Regions from separate parts of the Mus musculus genome. Here regions 1 and 3 are each linked to region 2. Evidence: chromatin contacts called from public Hi-C and promoter capture Hi-C data. All regions are on one chromosome and are shown on one strand. Each heading gives the region's core, a stretch centred on a gene start, on an enhancer-like site or on the middle of the called end of the contact. The rest is flanking DNA. Distances are from core to core; before and after follow the strand shown. Region 1 holds the start of Add3 (adducin 3 (gamma)). Region 2 holds the start of Bbip1 (BBSome interacting protein 1). Region 3 has its middle 31 kb from the start of Smndc1.

Region 1 (2,700 bases), core at 49-2,548, 800 kb before region 2:
AGGGTGGGGAAATGAAGTTTGCTGTGTGTGTTAGGGTGGGGTTAACCCCAGGGACCATGAATCACTAGAATGGTGTTGGGAGGAGTGTGCTTGAGGGTGAATTCGTGCAGTGGAGAGGGCATGTGTGCCGGAGTGGTGTGCAAGTCGTGGGTGGCAGAGGAGAGCAGCGAGCGTGTGCCTGGAGGTCTATTTCGAGAATAGGTTGGGGTGAGAAACCCGTCTGGGAGGCGGGGGTGGGCAGCCCAGTGTCACCTGTGGAGGGATCCCCGACTCTGCAAATGAGTGTTGCAAAGTTTGCCTGGCTTTAGACAGATTTTGAAGGCTGCTGGCGGAGCCTAGACTTTTCATCTCCCAAGAGGTCAGCTCTCAGAAGGTTTAAGAGGCAATTAGCCAAAGTAGGAGTGCAGAGTTTGGGCTGGTCCAAATGAATATAAAGGCCCTTGCCCCGTCCCTCTGTGGGAGTGAGTGAAGGCGGGAGGCTCCCCCAAACGCAAATATGCTGAAGAGAAAATCGAGGCCCCCTCCTGTGGGAGCCGAGCTGAAGTCCAACTATTGTGGCCTCTCCCCCCAAAAACCCAGCGGCCTCAGTGGGCCACAGAAGCTCAATCTGAAAGCTACGGCTCAGCTGAGATTCACTGGGTGGGGGAAGCACGTTAGGACTGGGGAGGTAGATGTTTCCGTGGCGTCACCCTCCCACTCTCAATCGGGTTTCTCTCGGGGTCGTTTCCTTCTCCGGCAGCGGATCGGAGCTGCACTGAGGGAGGAAGACCTTGCAGAGGCGCCAGGCAGGCGCCCTGCAACAGGCCCTCCGCCTGCGGAGCACGTAGGCCCCCACTGCCGCAGCTGCACGGATACGGAGCTTGCAGCTCGAAGGGGGGCCTCGAGGGGCGGGGCCAGAGATCTCAAGGGGCAGCAGAGGCGGGGCCTGGACCTGCGAGAGCCTGTTGGGGGCGTGGCCTATTAGGAGCGGAGCAAAAACGCTGGGCTGGCGAAGGGCGGAACCAGGGGCACGCTTTTGAGCTACGAGGGCCCAGCCCGTACTGGGCGGAGTGAAGGCTGCTGGGGCGTGGCCTATAAGAGGCGGGGCTAGAGCTCTCGGGCCATGGGGCGGGGCCTTGAAGCTGGGGTACTAGAAGGGTCAAGCCTGTAGAGGGCGGAATCAAGAGCCCTGAGGCGTGGCCTGTGGTAGGCGGGGCCAAGGCGTTCAGGCCTGTGGGGCGGGGCCTTCGGGGTGCTAAGCGAGACTAAGCCTGTAGGGGGCGGAGTCCTGGACCCTGTGGAGGCGGAGCCCAAGGGGCGGGCCAGAGGGCGTTCGTGGGGAGTTCGGCTGGTCCCGCCAGAGCGCGAGGCGCCCGCCGGTAACGGTCGTGCGGGCGAGGGGCTGGAGGGAGAGGAAAGGGCTTTAAATGATGTTTTGAAGCAGCGAGAGCTAGACGCGTCGGCGACCAGGTGTCGCCACTTCCCGCTGCCGAGGGCTCGGCGTCCAGGTCCTGCGTCTCCACGCCCCCTCCCTTCCCGGCCCTCTCCTCGGGAACCGAGCGAGCGACGTTAAGAGGCGGCTGCGGCGGACCGGGCGGCCGCTGCAGCCCGGCGGTGGCGAAGGAGTGGGCACAAAGCCGGCTGCGCTGCGAGGTAATCCTGCGGGAGCGGAGGGCCCGGGGTCCCGCCGCGCTTCCCACGCCGAGGGGGCTTCGGACTGGCTGGCCGCGCGGCCTCAGGTGAACCGTGCTCGGGGCGGGAACGCGAGCCCCACGGGGCCGAGGAGTGCAGACCTGGGGGCGAGGAGTCGGGGTGCGGCGCCGCAGAGTGGGCCGGGACTCACCCGGGCGTCCCCGGCTTCCCCCAGCGAGGGCGTGGGATTGCAAAATCCTGTTCTGCGGGGAGCCTTGCTGACCCCGAAGGTGCTCGCGGGGACGGTGGGAGGTTCCCGCGCTTGGAGAAGGTGGAAGAAGACCGTGTTGATTTGTTGTTTTCTTTTTTCTTCTTCTTTTTTTTTTACCCCCTCGTGGCTTAAGAAACTTCAGTCACAAGTTGAAATTGTTCAACCACTTTATCTAATCAGTGTGACCCTCCCCAGCACACACACACTAAAAGTGCGCACGAGCACGCGCGCGCGCGCGCACACACACACACACACACACACACACACACACACACACTATAACCTTTCAAGCATTCCTGATACTTTATTCTTCCTTGCGGGGTGACAGCCCAGTTGGCAGCAGATTTGGTTTGCTGGTGTTTGGGGCACTTCCAACCTCTTTGGAGGTATGTAATAGCTGAGGCAAGGCCACTATTAAACCAGGCCTCTATTAAAATGACAAGAATGGCCTCAGGTGAACTTTTTTTGTTGCAGAGATTTAATTGCAAGTAGATGCCCGTTTAAAGTGGGAGTGTAAGGAAAACCACTAAATATCCTTGGCACATGTGCTCTTGGAATTGACTTTGCTAGAGTGGTGTGGGATTTAGCTCAGCCAAGAGGCTTTGAGTGAGGATTAGGAGCCAGGCTCAGGAAGGAATTGATAAGACTCTGGGGCTTGGGATGAGCTACATAAACATGTGTGAGTTCTTTACAGTGATTTATAAAATTATAGAAATTTTAGAGTTAGCAGTATGAAATGATTGCCTTTCTTAGAATGGACTCCATCCTCAGTGTGCTGAACATGTACTGATTTGGGTTTTGGCAGACTTCTAGTAAGA
Region 2 (2,700 bases), core at 128-2,627:
AGTTGGAATATGAATAGGAAAGAAATGTGTACATAGCAGAATCTTAACAATTACCAAGCAGGTAAATGGACACACATCACAAAAGGTGACAGCTGACTACAACAGTAAACCTCAGGAGAACAGGATTACTTCATTTTTTTTTCTGGAACATAGGTAGAGAAGGTAGATTTGTACTTTAATTTTCGTTTGGTTAGGTATAAGCATATTTCAATTTACCTGAAAATTGTTCTTTTTTTTTTTCTTGCACCTTTAGGAATCCAATCTGTAGTTATCAGAACGATTGACTTCTTGACTCCAAACGTCCACAGAAGGAACTACATGAGACAATGTCTTGGAGACACATAAAGCATTTTAAATATTTTTAAAATGTCCTTTAAAAGGATATTCACAATCGTAAACACCCAGGACTAACTACTTCAATATACCCTAACCCAGACTTCTAGTTGAAGCTTACATAGAGCTCAGAAAGGGGAGGCAGGACAGAAAGGGAAGAAAAATCAAAGATGAAAGGGAAGGTTTTGCTTTGCGGGTTGGCTCAGGGAAGTCATCTTTTTCTTTGATAGCTGGGGTGGAAACCGGTTTCTTTGGTTCCCAAAATTTGGAGTTTCTAAAGGCCAGGGAGTGAAAGTACTGTACTCGACAGGAACTCGAGGAGGCGTGCACCGTGCCCCACTGTGCAGACCTAGGGACTGCGGGCCTGGCCTCGCCCGGCGGCCGATCCGGCTGCCTCGCCCTACAGGGAACCTCAGAGGGGCGGAGGGAAGGCTGGCCACCGCCCCACCAGCCGGAAAGGAAACCCTCTGCCAGCGGAAGCGGCCCGGGGCCTCCGCTTAGTCTTCTCCCAGCTCCCTCCCTGCGGTTCATCCGGCCTGGCCGGCCCTGCTGTAGGGCGTCAGGGACACTTACCTCACTCGTCAGCTCTGGGAGAGGAGGCACCCCCTGGGGCGCAGGCGGGGTCCGGCTACTCCCACCTCCTGGCCATGACCCTACTAGGAAGTGCAAGCGCAACTTCCGGTGCGAGGGAGTTTTGAAGCCCTAAACTGTAGTTCTAGGTAAGCGATCAGGGGCTCCGTAAAGGGTCTGGCAAGCAAACCGGCAGTTCCCGATCGCGAATTAACTCGCCCAGTGTGGACTGTGTGTGTGCACATCCTCCGTAAGTATACTTACAGGTGCATCCCTTTCCAGACCGCTCTGCTGTTGCCTGGGGTAACGGGGAACCAAAAGCAGGAAAAACGTACGTCAAACGGGTGACAGGAAACGCCTCCTGCCATCATCAATTATGGCTGCCTGGGCTTCAACCGTAACTTCCGACTGGGAGTCGTTTCTCTACCCGGCTGGAGGCTTTTCTCTGTGGCGGAGCTAGCCAGCGGCGCCCAGTGGGCGGGAGACCGCGCACTGCCGCGGAGGAAAGGAAAAGGGCGGGGACAGGGAAGCTGGCGCCAAGGTTTCCCTCTGATTGGGTGACTGCTTTTGCTCTGGCTCCGCCCATCCCTCCTCCCTAGCGAATGCCCAGGCTCGCTCAAGGGGGCTGGGGCGGGGCGATTGGAGCCAGAGTGTGTGGAGGGGCGGGGCGAGTGGGGGAGGGGCGGGGGGGCGGTGGCAGGGGAGCGTCGCTCGGGGAGCGGAGGACGAGGAGGAGGAAGGAGGTGAGCAGGGATGGTGGAGTCCGGGCTCCGGACGGCAGCCTGGGGCGGGAGCGGCACAGGAGCGCCCGTGGGCCGGTTCTCTGCTTTCCTGCCTGTCGGGGGGCCCGGCCGGCCGTCGGTAAGGGGAGGCCCACACGTCCTGACAGGCGCGAGCCGCCGGAGCCGGGGCGAGGCCTGAGGGGTCGGGGCCCTGGGAGGCGCCGCGGCCGCTTTCCGGGGTGCCACGGCCCGGGGCGCCGGAGCCTCGGAGCCGCTGCCCGCGCGGGGCCGGCGGGCGGGACACGGGGAGCGGCAGGCTGCCCCCTGACAGCGCCGGGCCGGGCCTACTGCGGAGCGGGCGGCCGGGACAGCGCCGGGGCGCGGGCGCGGGCCCGGGGCGGCGAGTCAGTCGCGCTCCGGCTGCTCCGGTCTCTCGGCGCCTCCCGGCCGGGACTGCGGGGCTGCCCGGGTCGCGAGGACGCTTGGCGCCGGGCGGGCGGGCGGGCGGGAGGGCGGGCGCGGCCGTAGGGCTGTGGGGTGGGGTCTCTGCGCCTCCACCCCAAAGTCCTCGGCGCTGAGCGGTCTCCTCCTCGCAGACCCTGCGGGACGAGTGGTGGGTTCGGCGTTGGGTGTGTTGCCGAGTGAAAGGAGTTGTGGCCGCAGAGACCGCCCTGCTAAACACGCCTGGTGGCAATCTCCGTGTCGGCTTTGAGGGCTGGAGGAAAAGTAGTGTAACTCCCCGCCCCCAGCTCGGAACGCAGGAGGCTGCAGGGCAAAAAGATTTTCCCCCTAGCCCCTCGGTATCCATTGTTTTGTACCATCCCCTCCCCCATGCCTAGGTAGAAGAATAAGGACTCCAAAGCAGTAATTCGCCCGCCTCTCTCTCTCTCTCCCTCTCCCCTCGCTCCCCCGTCCCTCTCCGCAGAGGTTTGTGTTAACAGTGCAAGTGGGGGGTTTACAAACAGGTGGAATTGCTTGTCTATTTGGGAATCGGAAAGAAGATGCTTTTGGGGTGTGTTTTTTTTTTTTTTTTTTTTTTTTTCATCTCATCTCACCTTTACATTTGGGAGATTCG
Region 3 (2,700 bases), core at 116-2,615, 520 kb before region 2:
GCCTGTAACTCCAGCTCCAGGAAAACTCAACATCTCTAGTCTCCGCAGCCATACACACATGCATATGTGCACACACACACACACACACACACACACACATGCATATGTGCACACACACACACACACACACACACACACACACACACACACATGCATATGTGCACACACACACACACACACGCATTTTATTCTTTTTTGTTTGTTTTTTGTTTTTGTTTTTCAAGACAGGGAGGGCTTCTCTGTGTAGTCTTGGCTGTCCTGGAACTCACTTTGTAGACCAGGCTGGCCTCGAACTCAGAAATCCGCCTGCCTCTGCCTCCCGAGTGCTGGGATTAAAGGCGTGCGCCACCACACCCGGCCACACACACATTTTAAAGTTGGGGGTCTCACTCTGGCTGTTCTGGAACTCACTATGTAGACCAGGCTGGCCTCAAACTCACAGAAACCCACTTGTCTTTGTCTCTCCCAAGTGCTGGGATTAAAAGTGTGTACCACCACGCCCAGCCATATAAATAAAATAAAATCTATCTATCTTTCTTTCTTTCTTCCTTCCTTCCTTTCTTTTGTTTTTTCTTCTTTTGGAAAACTAAGGAAAAAGAATCACATTTCCTAGTTACAAAAGAACGGAACTCTTCAGAGTGACACTTAGTGCTCATAATAGCAAATTTGTACGGTGCTTACTGTGTGCTAGCCAACATTGTAAATGCTTTACGCATAAGATTATTTAATACTATGATCAGTCCCATTTTAGTCATGAGGAAACTAGGGATACCAAGAGATCAAGTACTGGAGTTCACAGAAGGAGAGCATAGCAGACAGAGGCAGAGTTTCACACTGGGTTGCATTAGCCGCCCTCCCCCGCCGCCACCCCGCCCCCCAGTGCCTCTAAGCCTTTCACCCTTAGGAATCCGAGGCAGTCATTAGTTACTCCCCCTCCTCCCCCCGCAAAGGTATGGAGCCATGCTGGATGGAACCCAGCGTGGAATGCTGTAACAAAGAACCAATTGTTGCTTTCTGCTTGCGCATTGCATTTTCGTCACGGCAAGCAACACACGCGTGTGTGACACCTGCCACTCACCTAGGATCACAACTATTTACAGGGTGCTGACTCTCTTTTGATGCACTGGCCTCTGGAGGAGGAGAGCTATGACAGAGCAAAACCTCTTCCGGAGCAGAGACAAAGTGCTCAAGCCACGGAGCAGTGATCTAAGACAGAGTCACCAGCTGAGTAAGGTGGGAAGGGATGTGGTGGGCCCCTATCAAGACGCTCAGAGACGAGTCAGCCAGGCAGTGAGGGACGGCTCAAGTCAACCCAGGTTGTAGGACTCTGTTAAAAGCCTCTCTCATGATTAACTAGAAAGAATGGGACAGAGGCAGGGCCCGCCCCACACCCATTAGCACCAATCAGCTGTCTTCAACTTCCTGAATAGCCTATCATAGCTCATTTCTTGTCCTCCTGAAAAGGCGATTGGTGCAAGAAAGTTAAAGACTTGGCGGCTGCAAGAAAAGGCAAAAGAATTTCATGCAGATCTTTTCACCTGAGGTGGCCGGGAGGAAGGAACTGGAGCATAGTGAGGGGGAATAAGGCAGTTTCTAGGAGCAGACACCTATCTACCGAACTGAGGTCACTTAGCCCCTGCGCGTGCTGTTCCCTGATGTCCAAGGTCAGACCCCACCTCCAGCTGCTGGGGACTCTGGAAAGCAGAGAAGCTGACTGCTAAGAGGAGGCTAGTCCATAGCTGTTGGTATCAGGGCTCCTCACCCACCCCTTACCCCCAGCAGGAGCCTCGGAGGAGAAAATGGCTTGTACCTCTTTGTGGCATAAATCTTTCACCTCACCTCTACCATCCCAACACTGAGAGAAATAGGAGGAAGGAGGAAGAATTTGGTGGTCAGGGTTCCCTCCTTGTGAGAGTTATACACAGCTGCAGTCATGAAGATGTGGGTGTCAGGTTACAAAAAAGAAGAAGAGGAAGAAGGAGAAGGAGAGGAGAAGGAGAAGGAGGAGAGGAGAAGGAGGAGGAGGAGGAGGAGGAGGAGGAGGAGGAGGAGAAGGAGGAGGAGGAGGAGGAGGAGGAGGAGAAGAAGAAGAAGAAGAAGAAGAAGAAGAAGAAGAAGAAGAAGAAGAAGAAGAAGAAGAAGAAGAAGAAGAAGAAGAAGAAGAAGAAGAAGAAGAAGAAGAAGAAGAAGAAGAAGAAGAAGAAGAAGATATTCCACCTAAACGGGGGGGGGGGGGGGGGGATCGTGTGAATAACAGGCTACTCTCTGCGCAGCGCCATTATTTGGAGGCGAGCCCAGAAGGCAGAAGGACCTGTTCGAGTTCCTTAATTATGCCTTGGTGCCTGCAGTCCTCAGGAGAAACCCATCCTTAGAACCGTGACTGATAGTCTCTCAACCACTAGTGGGCAGGCTAGCTGGGAGTGGGAGTGGGAACGGGGGCAAGATGCCGTCCCAGATCCAATGGGCTGTTAAAGAGCAGCAGAAGACCGAGAACAATCCGAGAGGCCAGTTTGGATGTGTGCCCTTGCTGGATGGAACCTCAGCTCTGAGGAGCAGGACCCCACTCGCCATTCCTCTGTGCTTTAGAGGTTGAAGCAAGCACCCAGCTACATTCAGGCCTGTCTAAGATTTCAGAAATGAGGGGCAGAGGTCATTTATTTCAGTAGTCAAAGTCCAAAATCATATGTCTCAGTTAGCTTT

The links. Hi-C and Micro-C count contacts between places; a contact is called where the count stands out from the background. Capture Hi-C pulls out chosen DNA fragments and counts their contacts.
Region 1: a contact with region 2 is called in a promoter capture Hi-C map of adipose tissue, with 2.1 times the contacts expected there. The contact joins the promoter of Add3 here to the promoter of Bbip1 in region 2. A contact is called at or near these places in 3 of 39 promoter capture datasets (the C10 cell line, neutrophils and pre-B cells), 3 of 484 Hi-C or Micro-C datasets (embryonic stem cells and muscle stem cells) and 2 of 9 other capture datasets (adipose tissue and liver).
Region 3: a Hi-C map of regulatory T cells shows a contact between it and region 2, with 12 times the contacts expected there. The contact joins the enhancer-like site here to the promoter of Bbip1 in region 2. A contact is called at or near these places in 1 of 484 Hi-C or Micro-C datasets (regulatory T cells), 6 of 115 datasets of contacts at active chromatin or transcription factors (cardiomyocytes, double positive thymocytes, epiblast stem cells and 3 more) and 2 of 9 other capture datasets (adipose tissue and liver).

Annotation. Positions count from the first base shown.
Region 1 is chr19:53,141,458-53,144,157 of GRCm38.p6, forward strand. Add3 (adducin 3 (gamma)) reads left to right here and starts at 1,299. Exons shown (of 15, transcript NM_001277100.1): 1 at 1,299-1,632.
Region 2 is chr19:53,943,250-53,945,949 of GRCm38.p6, forward strand. Bbip1 (BBSome interacting protein 1) reads right to left here and starts at 1,378. Exons shown (of 4, transcript NM_001195338.1): 1 at 907-1,378; 2 at 217-330. It overlaps Shoc2 (Shoc2, leucine rich repeat scaffold protein), which reads left to right and starts at 1,627. Exons shown (of 9, transcript NM_019658.6): 1 at 1,627-1,764.
Region 3 is chr19:53,420,111-53,422,810 of GRCm38.p6, forward strand. No RefSeq gene overlaps it. Among named protein-coding and RNA genes, the nearest start is that of Smndc1, 31 kb to the left of the region's middle. Within about 2 kb of position 1,366, at least 341 of the 459 cell types and tissues checked have an H3K27ac peak or open chromatin away from gene starts, as enhancers often do. A contact at or near this core is called in adipose tissue, double positive thymocytes, epiblast stem cells and 2 more, where this site is marked.